Linked DNA regions of Mus musculus: regions 1, 2 and 4 are each linked to region 3. Evidence: chromatin contacts called from public HiChIP or PLAC-seq and promoter capture Hi-C data. All regions are on one chromosome and are shown on one strand. The core of a region is the stretch at or near the end of the contact, and the rest is flanking DNA. Distances in the headings are between cores, read along the strand shown.

Region 1 (6,448 bases), core at 1,635-4,134, 250 kb before region 3:
CTTGATTTCGTGAGGAAAGCTTGTAGCTAAGCAAATCTTTGTTTCTAATCCAACGCTCAAGTGAGGAGCCTGGCAAGGCTAGAGATGCAATGCCCAGAGGACATCTCTACTTGCTCTCTGGTATGAAAAGGAAGTTGTCTGCTATTTTTAAGATGGGAGACGCCGTCTTCAGGATGAGATACACAGTTCTCCTCTTTCCACAGCAGCACCTGCTTTTGCATTGCATGAGAAGGTAGGAGGAGGCTGTAAGCACACTGGTCAGAGCCCTGATCCACTCCCTGCTCTGACACTACGCCTCTGTAGGACATCAGCCAGGGGCCTCACCCACCTAACACAGTCAACTATGTTCTTTTGGCTACAGCTAGAACGAAGCTGGATGGCTAATTTTAATTTTCTTATTAACACCATCTGGAATCACCTAGGAAGAAAGTTCCCCAGATCAGGTGGGCTTGTCTTGGTGGGCAGTGTCTCTTGATTATCTTAATAGATGGTGGAAGACCTGCCCTGTAAGTCATCAGCACCATTGCCTAGGTCCACACCCTGGAGTGTAAGAGTAGAGAAAAGAACTAACTATGCGTGCATTCTCTGCTCTTAGCTGATGTGACTGTTTTAGGTTTCTGCTGCCTTGACGTCCCCACTATGACGGACTGTAACCTGGAATTGTGAACGCAGCAACCTTTTTCTCTTAAGCTTCCTTGTGTTGAGGTATTTTATCACAAGGCAGTCATGAAACTAAAACCTTTATCCATTTCTCTTCTGGTCAAGTCCTCTCCTGCCCCTGCTGGCTCTCATATCCACCCTCAGTCTTTCCATTCTTCCTCCTGCATGGGGTCAGCCTTGTTTTCCCCCCAGTTCTTGACACCAGTGTGGACCAGATGGTGTGGCCTAATGTGTCAACCTGAAAAAAGAAATAATTAAAACTTGCTATCTCTGTCCTTCATGTGTGAACTCACTGATTACAAAGCTGGAAGTCTTGCTTGGTTGCAGCGCCTCACTTTTCCTCATGTGAAAACTGAGGTAATTAATTAGTTAGTTAATTAGAGGCTCCACCTTCCACTCACTGGCAGAGTCCAAGAGCCCTCTGTTTTTCACTAGGGGTGGTCCTGTGAGCAGGTCAGGACCGGATAGTGTTGTCTGCCGCAGGTAACTATTCAGACCCTAAGAACAGCATGAGAAACACTGGCCACCAGTTTAAGTCATTTCAGAGCATCTAATTCTGAGGCCTGGGGTTTCTTTTAGTGTGAGGGGTGGGGTCCACTGAGGAAATAACGTGGTCACTCAGCAACTCAGGCTGGGCTCAGCTAGTGTTTCCTCCTTTCCTCAGAGAGCGATCTGTGTGATCTGAGAGCAGGTGGGAAGGCTCAATCTCTGTGGAGCCAGTTTACCAAGGTCTCTGGCTAAGCTACTTCTTGTGCCTTGGACCCACCACTTCCAAGATCTGCAAAGGCCCAACCCTCACATTGAGCAGGGACCCAGCTCGGTCCAACACTGCATCTGAGCTCATGGGATTTCAGTGCCCAAGAGTCCGTGCCTAATGTCCTTTTTGTAGCTTAACCAAGGATGTGGTGACCTACTTCCTTCACAACATATAACACGGAACCCTTTCTTCTGTGATATGTTGGAGGAAATGGATGCCACAGCACACTTGTCTATACTTTATTAGACCCTGGGCCCCAACTCTCCCCAGGTAAGCCTTCCTTTCCAACTTTGGGGTTATTTGCAATTTACTCTTGAACTCTGCCCCTTTGAGACCTAGAGCAGGCTGGAAGCTGCTTGTGTTCAGGGTCCTGATACTTCATGTCACTTCTCTGGGCTTCTGATGCCTTGTCAGTGCAGCCAAGCACATGGAGTAAGTCCTTGCATGAAGATAAAGCATGAAGAAATAGTTTGTCAGAGCTATTCAAATTCTTTTTAAACTTTCTACTTCAAAAATAAAATATGGGCTGGCAGGAGGGTCAGTGGTTAGAGATGCTTGCTGGCAAGCTTGACAACCTGAATTTGAACCCTGGGACCTGAGAGACTAGGTCTTAGTTAGTTACTATTGCTGAGATGCAACACCATGACCAAGGCAACTTACAGAAGAAAGTATTTCAATGGGGCTTACTTACAGTTTCAGAAAGTTAAGTCTATGGTCATCGTGGTGGGGAATGTAGCAGCAAGCAGGCAGGCAGGCATAGTATGGAAGCAGTAGCTAAGAGCTTACATCCTCATCAGCAAGCAGGAGGAAAAGAGAGTGAGACTGGACCTGTCTTGGGTTTCCTAAACCTTAAAGCCCACCCCCAGTGACATAACTCCTCCAACGGGCCACACCCTACGCCAGCAAGGCCATGTCTCCTAACAGTGTTCAAACATTCCCACTAACTGGGAACTGAGCATTCGACCATGAGACTATGGGACCATTCTCATTCAGACCACCACAGACTAGACATTTGATGCCTGATAGACAGACAGATAGGGAGAGGGGCCATGACTAAGACAGGTAAGTAATAAGGATAAGTCAACTTCCAAGATGGTGGCTTCTTCCTTGCCCTTCTGACCAGAGACCAAAGCCTGGCAGCTTAAAACCAAAGACTAGCAGGCTTTTTTTTTTCTCCAGCCAGTGAGATCAGCATGCTGAAGGACTGGTCAGACAAGTTCAAAGCCAGATGTTTACACCAAAGTTGTAGACCTCTCAGCTACCCTGTCATTTACCCTGACCATCCCTAGATTAGGAGAGGAGGGCCCATCAACTGATGCTTAAACCCGAGCCCCAGATGAGAGACTGCATCTGAGCCCCGCCCCCTCTCTGCATCTGAGCCCCGCCCCCTCTCTGTATCTGAGCCCCGCCCCCTCTGTTTGGCAGAGAGGTTTTTCCCTCTGTGTCTTGCTGTACCTGTGAGTTTCCTCCCCCCAATCAACGTCTTTCTTTAACCGCTGACTCTGCTACTCTGCTGTGTTTGCAATGTCTCTACCTCTATCTGCTGTGCTCAAGACTTTCCTGCCTTTTAATTCTTTATCTTGCAGAGAAAGTCAACCAGTTCAAGACTCCTGTCCCCTGAGGGAGAATCAACTTTTACAGATTGTCCTCTAACCTTCATCCATGCAGTGATACAAGCACACACACACTCATGCACACACTCACGTACACACACACACAAGCTGAAAGAAAAAGAGGAAGTGTCTAATGAAACTGCCCTCCTTAACTATGGTCTCCTGGAGATTCAAACCTTTGTTGGCTCCTGCCCCCTCTAGCCTTCAGCTGCTATTCTCTGGGTCTCAGCCTCTAGAGCTTCCTGCTTCCAGTCCTGACCTTTAACCTCTATCTCCCAGCTTCCTGCCCTCCAGTCTCAGCCTGCAATCTCTAGCTCCCAGCCTCTAGCCTCTTGGCTCTCGCCATCTTCATTTCAGAGGCAATCTTTTTCCATATCCTTAACACTTTCCTCTCTATATATTTTTTTCTATTTGAAATTGTCCAGGACCTTTTAAGATGAGGGCCACTGTTTTACAGGGAATGTTCACCAATTCGAAAATCACTGTGTGACAATTCATATTGTGGAATTCATACAAATGAGGTTTTGAGAAATATGCATATGTTTGGGTTTTTTTAACTTTAAAAAATGTAGCTGGGTAGTGATGGTGCACGCCTTTAATCCCAGCACTTGGGAGGCAGAGGCAGGCAGATTTCTGAGTTCAAGACCAGCCTGGTCTACAAAGTGAGTTCCAGAACAGCCAGGGCTACACAGAGAAACCCTGTCTCAGAAAAAAAAAAAAAAAAAAAGTAGAGCAAAAAGAGAAGACAAATGTACAGCAACCACCATAGGATAATGAGTGTTTATAGGATAATGAGTGTTTATAGGATAATGAGTGTTTGAGGGGTTCTGGCAATTCTCATTTTGAAGGAAAACCAAGGATTTATAGTGACTGCCTCGCTGGCTGCCATGCTGAACTTCCAAAGTCCTTCAGAACACTCATGCCTGCAATCTGCCTTCTGTCCTTTCTTTCTTCTTCTTCTTTTTCTTCTTTTCATTCCATTTTGGTTTGTTTTTATGAGACAAGGCCTAACTCTGTAGCGTTGGCTGGTCTGGCCCTTACTATGCAGCCTGGGTTGACCTAAATCTTAAGATAGTCCTCTTGCGTGAGTCTCTTGGACACCAGTATTAGACATGAACCTTTCACACCTAGCCCTGTGGTTGGTTTTCATTTGCTTAGCACAGATATTCTCTAGATCACCCATGTACATTATCATAAGCCTTACCAAGGGAAACCCAATCCTGTCTTCTCTGCATATTGTAGCTATGCAAATATCTAACAGAAGGACCCCCATCACCATGTCAATAAATGGAAGTAAAATAATGCCCCTCTTTTCTGCACACAGTAGCCTGAAATGAAAGCTTTTATGGGGTTCTGAGTGGTTTTGTTCAGTCTGTAACTTGTAAGTAACAATCATTTATAGAACTATCTTGCTGAGTAAAAGGCTTTCAAAAGTGGCTCCCTTGGGGCTGGAGAGATGGCTCGGCTGTTAAGAGCTCTGCTGGCTGCTCCTCCAGGACCAAGGTTTGACTCCCAACACCTATATGGCAGCTCAAACCATCTGTAATTCCAGTCCCAGAAGAGACAATGCTCTCTTCCACAGGCGCTATAAACGTGTGGTACACAGACCTGCATGCAGGCATAAATGGTTCATGTGTGGGCTGGGGATGTAACTGGTTCCTTTGGTAGAGTAGTTGTTAGCCTACTTATGTATAAGGTCTTGGGTTCGATCTCAGCACTGTATAAACATATTGGCTGGTATATGTCTATGATATAGCACACCAGGAAATTAAGGAAAAATCAGGCGTTAGATGTTATTCTCAGCTACATAGAGAATTCAAGGCCAGCCTGGTTACATGAAACAAACAAACAAACAAACAAACAAACTTGTTATAAACAAACAAACTTGTTATTTAGAAAAACCGAGCATCCCTGTGGCTTTTAATCCCACACAAGATGTCTACCCTTAACAATTTGTTTTCTGAACGCTGGCATTGAGGGCAAATGTAGCATCCTTTGGAAACCCAGAAGCCCATGGATTAAACCAACACCTCAAAACCCATCCCTGCTTCAGTCTCCTACAAGTCTGACTTTTGACCCCAAAGAAACACAGCTTCCCACGTGCCGGAACTCACTAAAGGACCACAGGAACTGGGGATGACTGACAGTCAAAAACCAATGTTTCCAAAGCTGGGAGGAGTTCCACAGATCACCGCCTCCCAGGCTGTCCTTCAGATGGTTTAATGTGCAGAGTCTTAAACCCAGGGTCCAGCCTTGGCTTTTATTTATTTTTAGAATAGTGAAACAGCTTTCCAGCTCAGACATTCAGGTTAAGACATAGGGACCTTTGGCTTTGACCTCCCTGGGGAGCTCGTGGGGGAGGAGGGGCGGTGAGTTTCCTCCTCTGTTCTCCTCCTTTTGTGATTTTCTTGTTCTGGGACAGCAATGCAAGGAAGACCTTCAATTCCTGATCTTTGGCCTCCGACTCTCAAGCTTGGGATGACAGGCATGTACCACCAGGCCAGGCTCATCTTGACAGTGGTCACACTGTCAGTATCCTTAGTGCCCCACCCTCCACCTGCCACCCCCACACCCCCTCCCCTGTTTTCCAGAGCATTCTTATTCAGTAGAGAATTTCTATAGAAACTTCAAGTACTGTTTCCAGGTAGGAGAAATGTAAATGCCAAGGGCATTTCTTTCCAGTTCTTTGTCTAGAACGATTCTAAAACTAAATAAATAGAAGCTTTTGAATCACCCTCTCCCTGACTGTACCTCAATCAGATCTCTGCAACTCCCACCAGCCCCAGGACACCAGGATCTGTGAATGGGGATGGCCAGGAGGCATGGAGCATGCCCTGTGCTACTTACCACCACCCCCAACACACACACACCACACTCATACACAACACACACACAAACACAAACAACACACACACACACCACACTCATACACAACACACACACAAACAACACACACACCCCACACACATACACAACACACACACAAACAACACAGACACCACACTCATACACAACACACACCATACACCACACACACATATACATACCACAAACACACACACACCACACACATACACAACACACACCATACACCACACACACATACCACAAACACACACACACCATACATACAAACACACACACATACACAACACACACCAATACACACAACACACATACACACATCACACACACATACACACACACAAAACACACACAACACACACAAACACAAACAACACACACACACCCCCCTCCCCCTTCCTGATCAAGATCTAATCTCAATGGAGATCTTACTACTAATTAAAAATTATTAGGGATACAAGTTTTTAAAAAAAGAAGTTAAACGGCCTGTGAAGAATTAATTAACATAAACGGAATATGGCAACTTTTACAGACCAGTGGCCAGTTTTATTTA
Region 2 (6,577 bases), core at 3,477-5,976, 140 kb after region 3:
CGACGGCAGCAGCAGCAGCAGCAGCAGCAGCAGCAGCAGCAGCAGCAGCAGCAGCAGCAGCAGGAAGAATGTACAGAGTTCATACATGTGGGCAAAATACTCAAGCACATAAAAAGGAATTATACAAGGTCCACCAACAAAGCAGGACCCAGAGCAATGGACTGGAGCTAATTGCAGCCTGAGATGTTGACTGACTTATGGTAGTTGCCCAGGTGCCCATGGTCCCAAGGCTGTTGGCCTTGATGATGCCCTTGGCATTTAGAGAATGGAAGAGCCAGTACTGTAGTCTTAGCTTTGGGAGAGGAGAACAAGGTGGAACAGGAATTCAGTGCTAGCCTTGGCTATACAACAAGTTTGAGGGCAGCCTGGACTATTTGAGATCCTATGTGTAAAAATGAAAAAAAAAAAAAAGTTAGGAGAATTAGAACTACAACTTAAATTTTAGTAATTGTTTGTTCTGGAATTTTCTATTTCTCAGCTATAGTTAACTGAAAACTCAAAAAAAAATCAGAGGGCTCAGTATATTATAACTTTACTGGTGGAATAATGGAATTAAAATGTATAGGAATGTACTTTTATTTTAAAAGCAGTATGTTTATATCTATATATTATAGTTCAATATTATCTATAATGTTAGAGGAACAGTGATTTTTTTTTAAGCACTAGTATTTAGCTTCATACACAGAATCTTCCCAATCTACAGACCAGGCTAATGCTATTTTCGTGGGTAACTGGACATTTCTGGCACAGAGAATCTGGCCCAAGTTAGAACAACAGAGCATGGTGCTGAAGCCTGTGACCCCGGCTGCTTTCTGTGCACAAGTGTACTCGCTCCTGTTGACTTTTCCAATTAATCCTGAAAGAAAGCGTTGCTATGTCGTAGACACCCACTGGAAGTCCAGAGAGCATAAGTAATTTTCACAGGGTCAGAGTCAGTGGTGGATCTGGGAATCAAGTGCTGAGACCTACTTCCCAATGCACGAAGTAGTCCAGGCATGTTGGAGGGCAAATCCTGGAGAACCTTCTAGACCCCTGAAAGTTCTGTTGCTACGATGATGAGGAAAGCTTCGAGTGTGTCTGGAAGCTAAAGACAAAGTGGGAGGTCATGGACTTGGTGTCTTCCACTGGAGCACACTATAAGCCACCCTCCTTCTAGGTTTGCAGTGGGTTTGCTGGTTCTGTTCTTGCCTGAACTCAGCCTGGTCTCTCTGATCCATCCATCACAAAAGAACCTTGACTCTATAGTGAATCAGAAATAAACATCACAATGGGTACTGGAAAATGGATCCTGTCTTGTGACCCACTTGTTTCCTGGGGACTAAAAAGGGGTTAGGCTAGCCCCTCAGCATCCATCTTGCTCTGTCAATAACTAATGATCTTGGGTTCCAAGACTCTCAGAGGTATTGATGAACAGAGAAAAATAAGCAGTGGTCCTCAACCCTCCTAATTCTGAGACCCTTTAATCCAGTTCCTCCTGCCGTTGTGAACCCAACTACAGGTTATTTCATTGCTTCTTCATAACTGTAATTTTGCTACTGTTATGAATCGTAATGCAATTATCTGATATATAACTGCTATGGAGGTTGCAACCCACAGGTTGAGAAACTGTTGTAGCATGTGGGAGAAAGCATTTTATAGGGCTCAGAGGCTGAGCGCACAACTAGTTACTGTTTTAGAAAGATTCAAATGCCAGCATCCTGCAATTGAGTATGTTTAAGACACCTTAAAGAGAGATGGCTCAGCGGTTAAGGCCACTGGCTGCTCTTCCAGAGGCCCTGAGTTCAAGTCCCAGCAACCACATGGTGGCTCACAACCAGTGTACTCATATAAATAAAATAAATAAGTCTTAAACAAACAAAAGACACACAATGAGGAACAGCCATCACTTGTGATTTTAGCACTTGGAAGGTGGGAGTGGGGAAATCAGGAGTTCAAGATCACCATCCACAACTACTACTGTATTCAAGGCCAGCCCAGGCTACAGACCTGTCTCAAGAAGTAAACAGCCATCCAGTGAAGTAAGAAAACAGTGACATAGATCAGCAGGGCAAGACCCCTGCTGCCAAGCCTGAAGACTTAGGTTTGATTCCCAGGACCCACATGGTAGACAGAAAGAACCAACGCCCCAAAGTTGTTCTCTGGCCTCCACACAAAATATCTGGATAATATGCACATGTACACACACACACACACACACACACACACACACACACACAATTGTAATTTAAAAACAGGTAGCTGGGTGTGGTAGCACATGCCTTTAATCCTAGCACTCGGGAGGCAGAGGCAGGCGGATTTCTGAGTTCGAGGCCAGCCTGGTCTACAAAGTGAGTTCCAGGACAGCCAGGACTATACAGAGAAACCCTGTCCCGAAAAACAAAACAAAACAAAAAAACCCAAAACAAAACAAAAAAAGTATTCCTCAACACTTCTTTCACATAGTGAGGACTTTTTTTTTATTATTATTATTTTTATGTGACCAAGATATCCTGGATGCTGAGTCTTGATTTTATTCGTTTAAATGTATTATCTTCCACATGTTTTGACAAGGTGTTGATTCTTGTATTCCATACATATGATGATCTAAGGAAGTCTTCTTTGAAGGAGAACTATATTTTCCTTCTGCTAATGTGGCTAAATCTGGGACTTGTGGTCAAGGGACACTGGCCTGAATCTACACTCTTCGCCTGCACGGCTGCCACTTACAAGCCTCTCCAGCGGAGGACAGAATGTCCTCTAACACCGAGAGATAAACCTGCTGAGAACAGTCAGTTCAAGCAGCCTGCCAGGCACCGAGGAGGACCGTTTAATCCTCTGATCCTCTGGTCCTCCCTATAGAGAGGGTCCCTGGAGATGGATCAGGAGACCTGTTTTCTTATGCTGCATGTGCTAAAAAGGGATTTTTAAAAAATGCTTTTACTGTAATCTTTTTTCTTTTTTCTCCCTCAGTATTGGAGACAGAAGCCTGGAGTCTGGTGTATGGTAGGCTCTACCCCTGAATTATATCTCCAGCTCCAGGTTTTAGGATTTATATGGTTGGGAAAAAAATTGAAATGTTTTGATCACATGCCTAATATGAATTTCAAATTTTGTGTCTGTAAAAAGTTTTTGGACCATGATCATTCATGTGTTTATGTATGAATGACCCCATGGCTGCTCTTATCTTACAAAAAGACTTTTTTTTTTTCAGTTTTATTTATTTCATGTATGTGAGTCCACTGTCACAGTCTTCAGATACGCCAGATGAGGGCACCAGATCCCCTTTACAGATGGTTGTGAGCCACCACTATGTGTAATGAGCCACCATTGCTGGAAATTGAACTCAGGACCTCTGCAAGAGCAGTCAGTGCTCATAGCCACTGAGCCATCTCTCCAGCCCACAAAAAGGTTTTAAATGGACTGTAATAGGGGTTGTCTGCAAAGACTAAAACACTTAGCCAGGTATAATGGCATACTCCTTTGATCCCAGCATTGAGCAGACAGAGGCAGGCAGATTTCTGTGAGTTCAAGGCCAACCTGGTCTACATAGTAAGTTCTAGAACAGTCAGGCTCCGTAGAAAGAGCCTGTCTCAAATCAAAACAAAACCACACACACACACACACACACACACACACACACACACACCACACACACCCCAAATGAACAAAGACTAAAACTATTATTTGCTGTATCTATATTGGGAAAACAAATACAATTTCTGAAACTCACGGGTCCTTCTTGAGGACAGTCAGCTTGAATTGACCAGTCTCAGCTCAGTGGCTTTCTATCAATATTAAAGGACATTCTGTCCCTGCTGCAAACTAACTTTCTCTCTCTCTTTCTTTCTTTCTTTCTTTCTTTCTTTCTTTCTTTCTTTCTTTCTTTCTTTCTTTCTTTCTTTCTTTCTTTCTTCCTTCCTTCCTTCCTTCCTTCCTTCCTTCCTTCCTTCCTTCCCTTCCTTTCTCTCTCTCTCTCTCTCTCTCTCTCTCTCTCTCTCTCTCTCTCTCTCCCCACTGTATTTTGAGACACTGTAGCACAGCCCTGACAGTATTTATAAAACAAACAAACAAACAAAAACCAATTTACAACTAGGAATTTACCTACGTGTGTGAGAACCTAAATTCAGTTCATAGCACTGCAGGAAAAGTAATTTTTTAAAAAGTATATTGGGGTATAATTCACTTAGAATAAACTACACATACTAAGTATAATGTGATGAATATGTCCATGCCCTGGAGCCGCCGCTCTAACTGAGCTAATGAATACGTCACCCTAAACGATTCTGTGCGACCCTTCATAGACACACCTTCCCTTAAACCACATTACCAGACGTCCTTGAAGTTTCTAGTTTTGTAGAATTGATGCTGGATGTATTCATTCTTGGATCTCTTCCACCACGAAGTTGTCTCCATCAGTCTATTAGCAATTTTGTTGGGGTAAATTGTGGAGGTCCCGTTCTGAGACCCAGAGTGCTACTCCTCAGGTCTGTGAATTAAAAGTCTCCTTGATCATTACGGTCTTGCAAGAGTTCTTTATTTTACTGAGTTTTTGAAAGGGAGATGAGCCAAATACACACCAGCCCAATGACAATGACTTTCGGCCACTGTTTGGATCTAAAATGTCCCAGAAAGACCAATGTGTGGGAAGACTTGATCCCCAAACCCCGCCACTGCTGGAACACACTGGAAGCTTTAAGAAGTGGGGTCCGGTGGAAGGAAGTGACCTCACTGGGTGCGTGCCTTCCTCGCTCTGCTTCTCCACCCGCCGTGGGAGCCGTTTTCCTCAGCCCAGCTCTGTTGATGCTCATTCTGGGCCCGGTCCCAAAGTAAGCTGCTCACAACGGTGGACTAGACCGGTGAGTCAAAATAGACCCTTCCTTCTTGTAAATTCATCAAATCTCAGGTATTGTGACCGGTGATAGATAGCTGATAGATAGTGATGATAGCATGACAAAAAAAAAACACATTTTTTTTTTGTCATGAAAACAAAAACTTTAAAAAATGTTCTCAAAGGTCTAACTATGTATGCCCCCCCCCCCCCCGCCCTTTCCTTTTCTAGGTCAGCTTTCTCCCTTGCCCCAGAACACACTTCGTTTTTTCTTAGAGGAAGAGGCTTCTAGCGCTCCCGCGTTCTGCTTTCCCATTGCTGAAGTGACTCCCCGGAGAGCAGAGGTCTGTGGACCGCCCAACATGTAAAGGAAAGTGCCCCTGGTATGGACATGCCAGAGTCTGGCTGTGCTTCCGGTTCCTCGGGATTGGGCTTGGCCTCTGTCCTCGGGACTATTGTAACCCTCATCAACTGAATCTTTCTGAACTCATCAGCAAGCCAGGGGTTGGAGGAGGCCCTCTGAGCAGCGCTGGGGGAATCACCCAGGGTCCTCTTTTTTTGTGGCGCTCTGGGAAGAAAGCCCCACTAGGAGCTTAGTAGCCACAGAGCAGAGTAAAGGTGGGGCTGTCTGCGCCTCTGTCAGTTGCCACTCAGAGGCGGTTCCCTGTGCATTCTGCAGGGGCGAAACCATCAGGTCTGGGAGCGAAGGCTGCAGGCTCCATATTGAGGTAGTACTTGAAGCCCACAGCCAACCCTTTCTGTCTTGATTTGTGAAGCAGTATCACCCTCCTGCCTTCATCATGTCCAGCTGGGACCTGCGAGGAACTCTGAGCCTTGAGGCCTGGGAGCTTGCCCTCTCGTCCTGGTCTCTGCTCAACCCTGGTCAAGGCTCTGCCTGGAGTTCCCACTGCTGTTGCTCCTTAAATGAACTCTCTGGGAGTTGGGGATGGGGAGGGAAAGCTCGTGTCAACATTCCAAGTCTAAATTTGAAGACAGCCGGTTTCCCCCGGGCACAGGGGACCCTGGGGGCAAAATCTGTACGTTGATCTCCTAACCCCCAAATTCTAGAATGTAGGAAGAGATGAGCCCTTTAGGAGTGGTTCAAAATGAAGCCGTCAGGCTGGGTCCTAATCCAATTTTACTGGTGTCATAAGGTGACTAAGCCCCTCAGAGGGTTGGGGGGGGGGCACCTAGTGGGGGAACTCCCACGAGGAACGGGCCACCTGTAGGCCCAGGAGGCGGGGTCATACAGGACCTTTTCATAGCTGACTAAGGCTTTGCCTTCACCATGCAACCACTTAGGAATTCAATGGAGCTTTAGGAGTGACTCTATTGTAAAGGCCAGTTTGCTTAGGTCTTTTGCATATTATGCTCTATACCGCCTAGGGATTCTGCTAGCAAGGCCATTGCCTTGACCTTGTATCAGAGCCATGAGCTAAAACAATACAACTTACCCAAGCTGTGGTATTGTGTTATTAGCAACCGAAAATGCACTCAGACAAGTGTTCACATTCGTATTCCAGGATCGTATCTGGATACCAGGGGCTCAGAAAATGCCTTTCTCATACTTCTCTGTAAAAATAAAAGACTGGAGAAAGTGGCTAACTGTGGAGTGTGTAGAAGACAGACTGGAGAGAGCTGGGGCATGACCTTGGGCAGCTGCCCATCCCTGAAACTAAGACACAGGTCTGGACCACGTGGTGTTGCTGAAGTGCCAGTGCTATTAGCTTAGCTCCCAGGACGAGGTCCTCACTGATCGGGCACTGTTGG
Region 3 (6,674 bases), core at 4,094-6,593:
GCATACCTTTACTTATAAGATCAAAGGCTTCCTGGGTGAGGTCTCCAACATCCTTATTTTCATTAGCTTCTGGACCACAGCTTGAAGTCTGAGATGCTAGCTGGTCATCCCAAAGCTTCCTTTTGAACAAGCCTTTTGGCAACTGTGATTTGATGAACAAGAAAGCTACATTATTTACTTATGTAGTTAAGAATCCATTTTAAAAGTTATATAATTCAAAACCACCAAAATAGGGCTGGTGAGTTAGTTCATTGGTTAATGGTACTTGCCACCAAGACTAACAACCTGCATTCTATCCAGGGGACCCACACAGTGAAGGAAGCAGAGTCCCGAAAGCTCCTCTGACTTCAGTTGGGGACTGTAGTACTTATGGGCTTTAAAGACCATGCAAACATATATATACCTACACAGGTATGTGCAGATACAAAATAGCTGTATTTTTTTAGATTTTATTGTAATTACGTTTTTATATCTCTGTGTTAGTTTATACATTTACATGCAGTTCTTGGCCAGAAAAGGGTGTCCCATCCCTTTAAGGAAAAGCGACAGGCAGTTGAGCTGCCCACTGGGAACTGAACTCAGGTCCTCTTCAGCCCAGAAATGTAATTTAAAAAAAAAAAAAGTTACCAGAATGTATAATATTATTTTAGGAATCTTATTTGCAATTATTTTGGTTAGAACTACAGCTTAGCTACAATAAAGAAAAGATTAGGGGGTGGAGAGATGGCTCAGCAGTTAAAAGCACTGGCTGCTCTTCCAGAGGTCCTGAGTTCAAATCCCAGCAACCACATGGTGGCTCACAACCATCTGTAATGAGACCTGATACCTTCTGACAGCTACAGTATACTTATATATAATGAATAAATGAATCTTAAAAAAAGAGAGAGAAAAAGAGAAAGAAAGAGAAAAAGGAAGAAAGAAAAGGTTTGTTTTTAAGAAAGTCGGGGAAATGTCTAGTGCTGACTGGCCCACGGTCCACCCATCCTAGCCCTGTACACATACCTCATTTTCTCTGCCAACAAGAGATCCATCTGCAGAAGGCTGGATCATCTTCAGCGTTCTCCTTGGGACAGGACTATTCTAAAAGTCAAGATGATTCATTATCTGGTTACAGCTGTAGGATTACTTTCTGAGTTTTTACATATTAGACTTAGTCTTACTAGAATTTGAAAGGAAAAAAAAAATCACTAAGAACACAAAATTTGGCCTGCTATATACATAAAGTCTCACAGTGCTGTATCCAAACCAGATATTGGCTTCATCAACCAGCAGACTCATCTCCCAAGAGAATACTAAAGCTTGAAAAGATCGTTAATGGGCCCTACCATCCAACCAGATACACATAACTTCCCTCATTCTCACACATATTCTCACTGTACTCACAGTCAACTTACTTATCTCAGGCAAAACACACGTGACATACTTCCTGTGTTGGCATTGATTGTCCAAACACTAGCCGGGCAGCGGTGGCGCGAGCCTTTAATCCCAGCACTCAGGAGGCAGAGGCAGGTGGATTTCTGAGTTCGAGGCCAGCCTGGTCTACAAAGTGAGCTCCAGGACAGCCAGGGCTACACAGAGAAACCCTGTCTCGAGAAAAAAGATTAAAAAAAAAAAAGATTCTTCCAAATTTGGAATTTATAAACACTCTACTTACAAGAGGTAAACACTGAGAGAAGAGTAAGTTAAACCACAAAATACTCTCTAATAAAAAAGATTCATCTCATTTCAGAACTCTAAATATTCCCAAACAATAATGGACATTTGTGAAAACCTGCTGGTTAATTTTTACCAAAAAACAAAAACAAAAGCAAAACAAAACAAAACAAAAACAAAAAAAAAACGACCGTATCTGGGAAAAGGGAAGCTCAGCTGTTGAAATGCTATTATCACAATGGCCTATAGACAAGTGGGGGGCGGGGAGGAAGCACATTTTCTTGATTGATTGTCGATGTGAAGGGCTCAGCTGTTGCCATGCTATCCCTGGGGTTAAGAGTTGGCTAGAGGTGAGGGGTTAGGGGAGAAGCCAGTAAGTAAGGAGCGTTCCTGCATGGCCTATGCTTCAGTTCCTGCCTTGAATTCCTGTTCTGCCCTCTCTCAAGGGTCAGACAGTGACTCAAGAGCTAGAACCTGAAATAAACTCTCATCCTGTTTGTTTCTGCTCATGGTGGGTTTGTTGTTGTTTTGGTTTTTCTGAGACCGGGTTTCTCTGTGTAGCTGTGGCTATCCTAGAACTTACTATGTAGATCAGGCTGGCCTTAAACTCACAGAGATCCACCTGCTTATACCTTCTTGCTGGGACTAACGGGTGTGTCACCGTGCCTGACACAAGGAATGTAACTTTTAGCAATACATTGTAGGTGGAATTGTAAGTGGGAACAAATGCATGTGTGGATAATGGTAGCCCCTCAGCTATCCCCTGACAGTAGAAGCAGTTTTGCTACAAGTCCATTCATTAGGACATTGATAGAATGTCAGTGCTTTAGGCAAATTAAATACTCTGGTCCAGGCTGGTAGCACAAACCTGTAATCCCAGCACTGGGTAGGTTGGGAGGCAGGCAGGAGAAGCTCTCTTGAGTTCAAGGCCAGCCAGATGTCTACATCACAGTGAGTGGCACAGTAACCAGGGCCACTTACTGAGAACCTATATCAAAAAATAAACACCAATAACAAAAACAAGCCAGACTTGGTGGCATAAACCTTTAATCCTGCCACTTGGAAGGCAGAGATAGGAGAATTTCTATGAATTTCAGGATAGCCACGGCTACTAGTAAGACCTTGCCTCAAAACAAGCCCTTCCAAAAACAAACAACAAAAGCCTTCTAAAATGCCCAAGCTATTATTTTAAAAACAAAAAGTTGCCTTCTTTATGATATGCAAATAGCCCCTGTAGTGTTCCCGATTTGAAAGTTTTATTTGGGAAAGAAAATCATTAGTTATACTGCCACCATGGGACAGCAAACAATGGTAAACACTCAAGCAAGGTTAGCAAGAACATGACACCACACCTGCGTGAGAAAGTTACTGTGCTTCACACGGCTGCGTCCACCTTTCCCACGGTAGCCTCTAGTGTTGCTTATCTCGCTGTGCAACGGAGGGACCAATGCCAGCCACCACGAGAACAAATATTATCACGACATCTCAGATACAATGTAGGTGCCAGATTAATCAAGTCTCCAAACAGAAGAAAATACAACTAAGTGCTTGATGTTGATCATGGTCAAAGAAGCCAACCCACCTGCTGTCATGCTCACGTTCACACACAACACTTCCACGACTTCCACTTCATAGATGTAAGCTTTCTGAACGATAGCCCACGGAATGTATACTACTATATCCTTTTCTCTAAACACACAGTGCACAGAAGAGCAGACTTCTAGACTCCAAGTTTCACTCATATTTAAATCTTAACCCTCTTCCTAAAACTATATACAAGCGTATACTCCGTTCACTCTGGCACTGGAGGAAATCTCAGCCCCCGGGGTTTGGGGCCAGCCTGGGCAACACAACAAAACTTCACCTCTTAATTAAAACAAATTCAAGCACACTGAAGTGGCTCCATTACATACCTTCACATTCTCTTGGGCTCCCTCCTGCTTCTGCTTCATACTGAGATTCATTTTTCAGCTGGCAAAGCACAAGAAGAAAAGGTGATTTCAGTATTTATATCTGAATGTGGAATCTAGATTTTTTTTTTAGAAAATTATTTATACCACAAAAATCTTACTACTTTATGGTAGAACCACTATCTGTAACAATGGCACAGTGTCCTGTACAAACTACAGAGATCTCAAAAAGACCTGAGAAAAGGGCACTGGGAAAAGCCAAACAGACACTTGGGCCCATTCACCCTAAAGAACAGCATCATGCACATGACTGCAATCCTGGAACACGGTGGAGATAGGAGCCTATGGGAGCCTAGGCTACGCAGCCAAGAGCCTGTCTCAAAAACAAAAACAAAACCCAAGATCTTTTGGCTCCAACCAAGATGTCGAGCTCAGTGAGTACTGTGCATAACAAGCATGCACAAAGGCTCAGCTCAGTTCCTGGTACTGCATAACCAGACACAAGTCCATAATACCAGCAGCTGGGCAGAGAACCAGAATTCAAGGTTATAGTCAGCTACGTAGCAAACACAAGACCAAGCTGAATTTAAAAGGAGGCTAGGGGGAACGGTAAACTGTACCCCCCACCTCTTACTTACATGTAATTAAAAATTTACATTGTGCCCTGGCACTCACCCATGTATGCAAATATAAACAACTTATAGCCCAGCCAGAGTGGTGTTCTGTTATTTCCTATTCTATTTCAAGTTAATAAAACCCGATCGCCAAAAACAAAACAAAACAAAACAAAACAAAAATTGGGCAGCGGTGGCACACGCCTTTAATCCTAGCACTTGGGAGGCAGAGGCAGGCGGATTCATGAGTTCAAGGCCAGCCTGGTTTACAGAGTGAGTTCCAGGCCAGGGCTACACAGAGAAACCCTCTGTCTCGGAAAAACAAACAAACAAACAAACAAACAAACAAAAAACCCGATCGGAAACCTATTCGCAGGGGCTTTGATGTATTTCTCTTTTCTTTTTAAATGGCTAAGTGGGCAAAGCTGACCTTGAACTCCTGTACCTCCTGCCTCAACCTCCTGGGTGCAGGAGACTGAGCACTGACACCAGGCCCAGACTTGGATAACGAAGGCAGTGGGCCAAGATCCCGCTATCATTAGTGAGTCGTGAGCACAGAGACAGTGTCGGAGAACCTACTATCACCTACAGCGGCACCACTGGGAGAGCAGACGCAGGACTCAATGCCCTTGTCCCAGGAGTAGCGTTTGCTGCAGTTGGTGAGCAGGCGGGAGGGATCTACACCCAGTTCAACCCCTAGCCGTGCAATCAGCCCGGACTCCGAGGCAGCAAACTTCCCCGGGCGCGCCGGCCCCGCCCAACGCGGCGCGCGCCAGCCAATAGGAAGAGCGAACACCAGAGCGCGCCAAAACCGACCTCACCAATGGCGCAGCCCCTCGTCTCAGCTCGCCCAGCTTTGCCTTGCAGTCGGGCCGAGACTCGGGTCCCTTTCAAGTCCCCAGACTCGGGTCCCTTCAAATCGTCGCCTCCCAGGCCGGCTCCCCGTGGCTGAGAAGCAGGCCGGGCATTCGGGCCAGCCCGGCGATCCCGCGGCCGGAGTTGCACTCGCCCCGCCCTCGGTCTCCCGCGCCCTCGGACTCACAGACAGCAATGCTCAGTTCCCGGCGAGCGTGAGAGCCGCACAAGGCCCTGGCACCACACCGGATTCAACGACGCCAGAACGACCCGAACCTGCAGACTAACCCGCCGACCCGGTAGCTGACGCGCCGAAAGGCGGAGCCTCGGCATTCAGCCAATCGCCTCTCGCCGCCGCCCACCGCGCCCGTGGCTTCCGTGCGCCTGCGCACCCAGCCAAGGTGCGTGCAGTCTCTGGAAGAGGTCACCGAGGTTCCTCTTGCCTTAGGAGTGTGTGCCCTCTGACCTTGCCGTCTGACCCTCCGCTTCCGGCTCCAAGTGTCTGCCGGCGAGGACAAAAGAGACTCTCACTAGCGGCAAACACGAGAATATACATATATTTTTTCCAAGGTATTTTGTGTGTTTAGTTTTTAATATACATACATGCAAGCATGCATACCTAGATGCGCACACACTAAAGGAAGCAAATAAACAGACGAAACGTGATGACTCAAAAGTCACACTGTGACAGTCACTAGAAATAGCAAGGGCCCGCTTCAAGCTAACAAAAAAAGTTGAAGCTGAGGAATTTTAACTCTATACTTAAGACAGATGACTTTTACTGTATTTGAACTAGACCTCAATTAACTGGCAAGATGGCTCCTTGGTTGAGAGCATTTGTTCTTGCACGGGACAAACCTGGGTTTGGTTCCAAGCACCCACATGGTGGCTTACAACCATCCATAGCCCTTGTTCCAGGAGATCTGATGCCCTTCATGGACACCAAGATGAATATGCATCACACAGGCAACTTTGAAAAACCTAAACTATACCTCAGTAAATCTAAACAAAGGAGGGAGGGCTGCAATACAGGAAACCTCTATAAAGGACTTCCTGGCTGGCTATATAAATATAAGTTTAAAGCCAGCCAGGTTACATAGACAGAATGCAGTAGGGTTGCTAACACCAGAACCTGCTTTATCAGTCAATAACAATTTAGAAGGAAACAGAACTAGGGCCAAGGGAACCGCGATGGCCTAGAGGCTGAGAAAAGTCAATGTATTTGTCACCTTACTTGTTGCTGTAACAAATACCTGACCAGTGCAACTTAAGGAAGGGTTTGTCGGGGCTCACAATTTAAGCGTACAGTCCTCAGAGTCGGGAAGGTATGGCAGTGGGGGGAAGGGGGGCAGCAGGTCCCATACATGCAGGCCAAGCATTTGTACACATACAAAATGTTGCATGTTAGCCAGCACTAAATCCTGCTCAATGGGAAAATATTCTATCCATTTCCACAGAGAACCTGTATTCTATGGTCCAGCCAGTTACCACACTATCACCTCTCAGCCTCAAGTCCCCTGGCAAGTTCCAGAGGAACTGCATATGTGTTCTGCCCTCAGAATACTGGCGACTTCTCCTTTGCTCTCTCATGCTCTCTAGTGAGACCTGGACTTCAGGTCTGGATGAGGAAGAAAGTTCTTGG
Region 4 (6,710 bases), core at 3,488-5,987, 230 kb before region 3:
AGGTAGGGAGAAAGTGGGCAGCCTTGTCTAGTCCCTGATTTTAGTGGGATTGCTTCCAGCTTCTCTCCATTTACTTTGATGTTGGCTACTGGTTTGCTGTAGATTGCTTTTATCATGTTTAGGTATGGGCCTTGAATTCCTGATCTTTCCAAGACTTTTATCATGAATGGGTGTTGGATCTTGTCAAATGCTTTTTCTGCATCTAACGAGATGATCATGTGGTTTTTGTCTTTGAGTTTGTTTATATAATGGATTACATTGATGGATTTTCGTATATTAAACCATCCCTGCATCCCTGGAATAAAACCTACTTGGTCAGGATGGATGATTGCTTTAATATGTTCTTGGATTCGGTTAGCGAGAATTTTATTGAGGATTTTTGCATCGATAGGGTCTCTGCTCTTAAAGAAACAGAGCGGTTTCCTTACAGAAAATGAAGGTGTTAAATATTTCCCCACTGACGTTCCTCAACATGGATCACACTAGTGTATTTTTAGATTGTATTATGCTAGAATGTTTAATTTGAAAGTTTGCTGTTTTAATTACTGACTTGAGTCTCATAAGTAAATAAACCAACCAACCAACAAACAAATAAGTACTGAGCTGAGTGGCAGCGGCCACACCTTTGGTCCCTGCATTCTTCAGGAGGCAGAGGCAGGTGAACGCTAAGTGTGAGGCCACCCTACTCTACAGAGTGAGTTTCAGGACATCCAGGACTGCACAGAGAAACTCTGTCTCGAAAAACACAAATAAAAAACAAAAACAAAACAATTCTGTTCAAAGACTTTTGACTAAGGTAGTACAGAATTCCAATAATTTCTGAAATGGCCACAAATATACCTCTTCTGTATATAAACCTATATGAATTGGTGCTTTATCTATAAATCTCTATTTAGGCAAGCTATATAAATTGGCACTCTTACATTGATGATGATAAAACAAAATATCAATCTACTCTGAAAAATATTCAACGTACTCTGTATGTGTAGGCTCAGGTATGTACCAAGATTTAATTTTTTCTATGAAAGTAAACAAGTACATCCTGGTCCTTAGTGTGCAAAATTTCTTTTGTCTCTAATAAATAGTGAAAAACAATGGATTAGTTTGAAGTAAGGTTTTTTTTAAATGTTTTATTACCAGTTAATGTTTGGTGCTTACACTTGCCTTCTATACCTGTGTCCCCGGGATCAGGTAAAAACATCTTGGGAGGGAAAGGTGAGTGGAGAAGTTTTAGAAGTTCTAGAATAGACACGCCTCTGAGAGGGAAGAAGTGGAGCAGGTCCTTCCACAGCTGCTTCTGTTGCTGTAGTTGCTGTGCTTGGAGCTCTTTTCAAGACAAGGGCTCATGTACTCCATCCAGGCCAGCCTCAAACTCACGATGTAGCTGAGGGTGACTCTGAATGTCTACACGGTGAGTTTCAGAACAGGAAGACTCTATCTTGAAAAATAAATTTTAAAATAAATAAATAAATAATAGTATTTCTAGTTAGCTTACAAAATAATAGGCTCCACCATGAGGATTTTCATATGTATCTATTATTGTATAATTTCCCTACTTTCCTTCTATTGGTCCATGCCTTGTTCAAAACAGTTCCCCCTGCTGGTTTTATGGTACATATGCACTCATGCATACGGATAGATAGGAGATAGATAGATAGATAGATAGATAGATAGATAGATAGATAGATAGATAGATAGACTGATAGATAGATAGATAGATAGATAGATAGATAGATAGATAGATAGATAGATAGATAGACAGACAGACAGACAGATAGAGTATATAAAATCAAGATCCTGCATATGAGATAAAACATGAAATTTTACCTCCCTTCCACTATTATCTTTTCTTGTTCCCGCCTTTAGATCCCTTCCTCTCTTCACGTGTTCCCACTTCTACATGCATGGCATATGCGTGTGAGTTTCTTATATTGAGGAAAACAAACAGGATGTTGTTTTTTTTGAGTATGGTTTATTTTACTCAACAACAACAACAACAAAAACCCTGTAGTTCTATCTACTTTACTGAAAACAATGTAATTTCATCCTTCATTCTGGCTAAATAAAATTTCACTGATCCATGTACCACATTTGCCTTATCCACTCAGATCTCGATGAATATCTCAGCTGGTTCTTCTTCCTGGTTTGTGGGATGATGGGTCACTAAATGTGGGTGTGCAAGGTTTCTGTGTGATGATGACATGGGGTATTTTGTGCGTATGCCCAGGAGTGATATAGCTGGGTCATATGTTAGTTCTATTTCTAGTATTCGGAGGCACCTCCTTACTGGTTTTCATAGGATGGCACCAGGTTTCTATTCCCACCTCGGTGTGTATAGGGATCCTTTTCCTCCTCTGTCGTCACCAGCATTTGTTGTTATTTATTTTCTCTATAGCAGCCATTCTAACCTGGAAGGAATACAGGGCAGCTAGAAGAATGTATCTAGAGTCTGAATGCAAAGCCTGGGTGTGGGTATGGATTCTAGTCAGTAGAAGATGGCACTGAAGCTATGTGTTGCCTAAGACTTCAAAGAAGGGAGATGGTCTGGCCAAGAAGGAAGAGGCCATAAGGGAATAGAATTCAAAGGTGTGAAGGAAAGAATAAGACAAGAATGCAGAGGACTTGTAGAGAATCGAGAGGTAGATGAAGTTACCATAGCAACAATAGCTTCCTGTGCATCTGCTTCTTGTGTGCAGGGGAGAAGCTCACCAGCTCCATTGGAGATAGTGAGGGTCACAGTCACAATGCATACAGTGCCAGGGTTTGAATGCAAATCATCTCTCCAGGCCCCTGTGTTTGAACACTTGATCCCCAGGGATGGCAGGCCTAGGTGGGGCCTAGCTGGGGAGACTAGGTCACTGGAAGTGGTCCTTTGAGATTCGTATCGTAGCCAACATTCTGTCATCTTTCTGCTTTCCTACCACAGACATGACATGAACCACCTCACACTGCTGCCTCCATGCCTCCCCACACTCTACGACAGACTGTAGCCCCTAGCTCGGGTATACACTCAAATCTACTCTTCCCTTTAAGTTGCTTCTTATCGAATATTGGATCACAACAGAGACAGTAACTAAAATATCCAAAAAGGATTGTCAGCCTTGAAGTGCCCGCTGTGGGTGAAACCAGTCTGAGGGTGCTGGGCCTCAGTCCTTCAGCCTCATCTGGGGAGTGGGCAAAAGACCCGCTACCGCAGGAACAGGAAAAACTAGGCCATCTCTCATTTGAATTGGTAACAAAGGTTTATCAGTTTTAAGAGGGGTGGGCTGGAGAGGTGCCTCAGCATTTGAGAGTAAGTACTGCTCCCATAAAGGACCCAGGTTCAATTCTTAGCACCCACAGGGTGGCTCACAACCATCTGTAACCCCAGTTCCAGGGGATCCAACAGACCCACGCATAGTGTGCATACATGCATGCAGGCAAAACATTCATACACATAAACACAAAAATAAACAGATCTTTAAAAAACGATTTTAGAGGAGAGAATGTTTGGAATTTGTCATGGTTAGTTGATAACATTTGAAAGACAAGTTGAAACCTTAGGGTCAAGGGGAAATACTACTTACTTTTGCAAAGAAAAATTAATAATTGTGTTAAGATCTTTTTTTAAAGCAGTCAACATGAGGAGGCTAGGTCACATTACAACACGGTTGCTACCTCAGTACAGTCATTGACAGGGCTGTCTTGTCAATAAATGCTTATTGGATGAATGAATGAATGAATGAGTGAGTGAATAACAATGATAAATGCAGAACGCTGAGAAGAAAATTCTTCACACACACACACACACACACACACACACACATACACACCACACACTTGAGATAGAAGTTCATGTAGCCCAGGCCTTGAATTTGAAGTATAGCTGAGAACGGCCTTGAGCTTCTGAGCTTCCTGCCCCCATATCTCAAGTGCTAAGACTGCAAATGCCAGGCTCAGAAGTCAATTCTCCTAAAACCACGGGTACATGGAGAGAGACAAAGCACTGGAGGTGTGTGTTAACGATGCTGTCTCTGTGCCCTGACCATGCCTTGTCCTAACCACCTGCCTTATACTGCCTGTTATTCTTTCTTTTTTTTCTAAATGTTTTTTTTAAACATTTATTTAACAGAAACACCTTTTGTGTGAGCATCTAACATCTTAAATGACCATAAGAGAATGTATAAACTTAATGGCAATGTTTTGCTGCTCATGAAGATATAGTTTTATTTTGTTTTCCAAATATGCTATGATTTGCAACCTCTGAAAACATTTTTGACACGAAACGTTAGTTGCATCTGTCATGTTAGGATGAAGAGACATGGTCAAGTAAAGGAGAGAAGATGGAAAAGACTTGTGTCGTGACATAATTTTTAATTGGTGAACAGATATGTCCACAGTGATCTTGCTTTTAAACTCTCCTTTGGTAAGACCAGTCACACCATCAGATACTAGATCAGCCCTGCAAATATCTTCTTTAGAGAGCCTTCTGATGTTGGCTCTGTGGCTGTGGCGATTAATCTTGATCAGTGACTTGTCTAGACTCCAAAAGCATATCTAGGCAGTGTGTATAAAGGTATTCCTTCTGGGCAGCACCGTCCTGTGGGGTGGGAACTTGGCCTGAATCTGGAGGAAGTGAACAGAAAACCAGCATCCATATCTCTGTCTCTGTCTCTGTCTCTCCCTCCTTCCACACTGTGAACACGACATCACCAGTCCTTCACGTTCCTCACGCTGTAACCTCCCCACCATGATGAGCTGTAGCTGGTAACTGTGAGTCATAGTGACTGCTCTGTCAGGTATTTGTCCCTGCAGTGAGGAAAGGAACTAACTCATCAACTAAACATAATTGTTTTTCAATGACTAAGAGTCTCTCTCTCTCTCTCTCTCTCTCTCTCTCTCTCTCTCTCTCCCCCTCCCTCCCTCCTCCTTCCCCTTCCCTCTCCCTGTCTTTTTCTCTCTATAATATTTTAATACAAAACCCAAGCTTGCCTGGCCTAGACTTGTGATTCCCAGCTTTGGTCTCCTAAGTATTAGGATGTGAGGTATGCACAACAATGACTGCCGGGGCAAACATACAGGTTTCTTGGGCTTCATTCAAATGAAACAAATAAGAAGGCAGAAAAGCCATATGCTGTTGGATGTATGCAGTGGTTCTTATGTTTATAGATGAATGGCGAGTCTTATCTGAGTTGATTTGCTTTGAACCATGTCTCTGCTGACTAATATGGAACCTTGTCTGAGTCTAGGGACACTGCAGTGAGACTCAGTCTTGAGACAGAATAGGCTCAGGACCTTCTTCAAACCTCTGGACCAGCAGAGGATGAAGGACTTGATGGAGAAGTAGACGTTCCAAGTCCCACAAGGAAACAAGATAACAGAGAAAGACTCTAGCTTCAAAGCTGTCGAGTCCAGCTTGAGTGGAAGAACTCTCTAGTGAACTCTGGGTTCTTCTATAAAAAGAAAACACAAGCTAGGGGTTAGGTTGTTAGTTTCTTTCTTTCTTTCTTTCTTTCTTTCTTTCTTTGTCTGCTTTGTTTGGGGTTTTTTATTTGTTTGTTTAAATTTTGCTGTTTTGGTTGTTCTTTTTGTTTTTACATATTTTGAGTACCAGGTGATGAAATCTAGGACCTCACACACACTAGGCCAATGCCCTACCACAGAGCTGCATACCAAACCCAGATTTCATTGCCCCTGCCTAGGAAAGCCAAAAATAGATAGATAGATAGATAGATAGATAGATAGATAGATAGATAGATAGATAGATAGATAGATAGATAAAATAAACCTTCTGAGAGCTGTGGTTCCTAGAGAGCCTATTTTCTTGACCATTTTAAACACTGTTATTATAATTGTTAAAGATGGGAAATGAAGAATATATAATATTTTGATAGGTCTTTTTTTCTGACAGGTGGTTGTACCTTAATTGTTTTTTATTTGTGTGTGTGTGTGTGTGTGTGTGTGTGTGTGTGTGTGTGTGTGTATACCATGTATATGCAGTGCCCACAGAGGCCAGAAGGGGGCATCAGCTGCCCTGGGGCTGGAGTTAGAGGTGGCTGTGAGCCTAGATTCTCAGCGAGAGCAGCAGGTGCTCTTAACCTCTCCACCTTCTGTGTGCCCACATTCTTATGGGTGTGTTTTATAACTATAGTCTTGCCTACAAGATTTGTACATTTTTGTAGTTTTCAATGAGTAAATATTCAGTGGGGTGGGCACGATGGCTTAGAAGGCAAAGGTGCTTGCTGCCATACCTGATCACCTGATCCCTGGGACTCACATTCCTGCAAGGAGAAAAGTGATGCCTGGAAGTTGTTCTCTGATTATTGCATGCATGTTGTGGTGTGTGTGTGTGTGTGTGTGTGTGTGTGTGTGTGTATGTGCATGTGTGTGTGTGTGTGTGTCTTTTGTACATACACACTCGTACAAACTAAATGTAATTTTAAAAATTTAAAGGCAATCCTCCAAGTAACTATATTAAATGGTTATCTTTAATTTCAGGGTAGATCTTGTGTTGGATGCTGTGTTAGTGACTTTTCTTGTTGCTGTGACACAAACAAATTAAGGAAGGCAGGGCTTACTTTGTCCCATGGTTCATCATTGTGGGAAGGCATGGCAGCAGGAGCATGACTGGTTACAGTGCCTACACAGCCAGGAAGCAGATAGGCGTTTGCTGGGCTTCAGGAGCCCTTTTCTCTTGTCTCTTTGTGTTTAGTCCAGGGCACGGAGGGTGC

Evidence for each region. Promoter capture Hi-C pulls out the DNA fragments that hold promoters and counts their contacts. HiChIP or PLAC-seq counts read pairs in DNA pulled down with a chosen protein or histone mark.
Region 1: a contact with region 3 is called in a promoter capture Hi-C map of hematopoietic stem and progenitor cells. The contact joins the enhancer-like site here to the promoter of Gmnn in region 3. A contact is called at or near these places in 10 of 39 promoter capture datasets (the C10 cell line, the HPC-7 cell line, cranial neural crest and 6 more), 1 of 15 datasets of contacts at CTCF or cohesin (large pre-B cells), 2 of 484 Hi-C or Micro-C datasets (the G1E-ER4 cell line and cranial neural crest), 11 of 115 datasets of contacts at active chromatin or transcription factors (the 230-238 cell line, the HPC-7 cell line, acute myeloid leukemia and 6 more) and 2 of 9 other capture datasets (adipose tissue and liver).
Region 2: a contact with region 3 is called in an H3K4me3 HiChIP or PLAC-seq map of embryonic stem cells, with 6 times the contacts expected there. The contact joins the promoter of 4932702P03Rik here to the promoter of Gmnn in region 3. A contact is called at or near these places in 2 of 39 promoter capture datasets (liver and pre-B cells), 2 of 484 Hi-C or Micro-C datasets (the N1E-115 cell line and muscle stem cells), 4 of 115 datasets of contacts at active chromatin or transcription factors (embryonic stem cells and pancreatic cancer cells) and 2 of 9 other capture datasets (adipose tissue and pancreatic islet).
Region 4: a FOXA1 HiChIP or PLAC-seq map of pancreatic cancer cells shows a contact between it and region 3. The contact joins the enhancer-like site here to the promoter of Gmnn in region 3. A contact is called at or near these places in 2 of 39 promoter capture datasets (hippocampal neurons and liver), 2 of 15 datasets of contacts at CTCF or cohesin (embryonic stem cells and large pre-B cells), 2 of 484 Hi-C or Micro-C datasets (the G1E-ER4 cell line and Th1 cells), 5 of 115 datasets of contacts at active chromatin or transcription factors (bone marrow-derived macrophages, effector CD8 T cells, pancreatic cancer cells and 1 more) and 1 of 9 other capture datasets (pancreatic islet).

What each region holds. Positions count from the first base shown.
Region 1 is chr13:24,512,352-24,518,799 of GRCm38.p6, forward strand. It overlaps a transcript of Ripor2 not described here. Among named protein-coding and RNA genes, the nearest start is that of Gm22013, 29 kb to the left of the region's middle. Within about 2 kb of position 2,885, at least 32 of the 459 cell types and tissues checked have an H3K27ac peak or open chromatin away from gene starts, as enhancers often do. A contact at or near this core is called in the 230-238 cell line, the HPC-7 cell line, hematopoietic stem and progenitor cells and 2 more, where this site is marked.
Region 2 is chr13:24,900,874-24,907,450 of GRCm38.p6, forward strand. 4932702P03Rik (RIKEN cDNA 4932702P03 gene) reads left to right here and starts at 4,727. Exons shown (of 3, transcript NR_045182.1): 1 at 4,727-4,835. D130043K22Rik (RIKEN cDNA D130043K22 gene) reads left to right here. Exons shown (of 21, transcript NM_001081051.2): 21 at 1-566.
Region 3 is chr13:24,756,594-24,763,267 of GRCm38.p6, forward strand. Gmnn (geminin) reads right to left here and starts at 5,344. Exons shown (of 7, transcript NM_020567.2): 1 at 5,220-5,344; 2 at 3,567-3,624; 3 at 1,003-1,080; 4 at 7-142. The coding sequence starts at 3,617.
Region 4 is chr13:24,532,199-24,538,908 of GRCm38.p6, forward strand. It overlaps a transcript of Ripor2 not described here. Among named protein-coding and RNA genes, the nearest start is that of Gm22013, 49 kb to the left of the region's middle. Within about 2 kb of position 4,738, at least 53 of the 459 cell types and tissues checked have an H3K27ac peak or open chromatin away from gene starts, as enhancers often do. A contact at or near this core is called in pancreatic cancer cells, where this site is marked.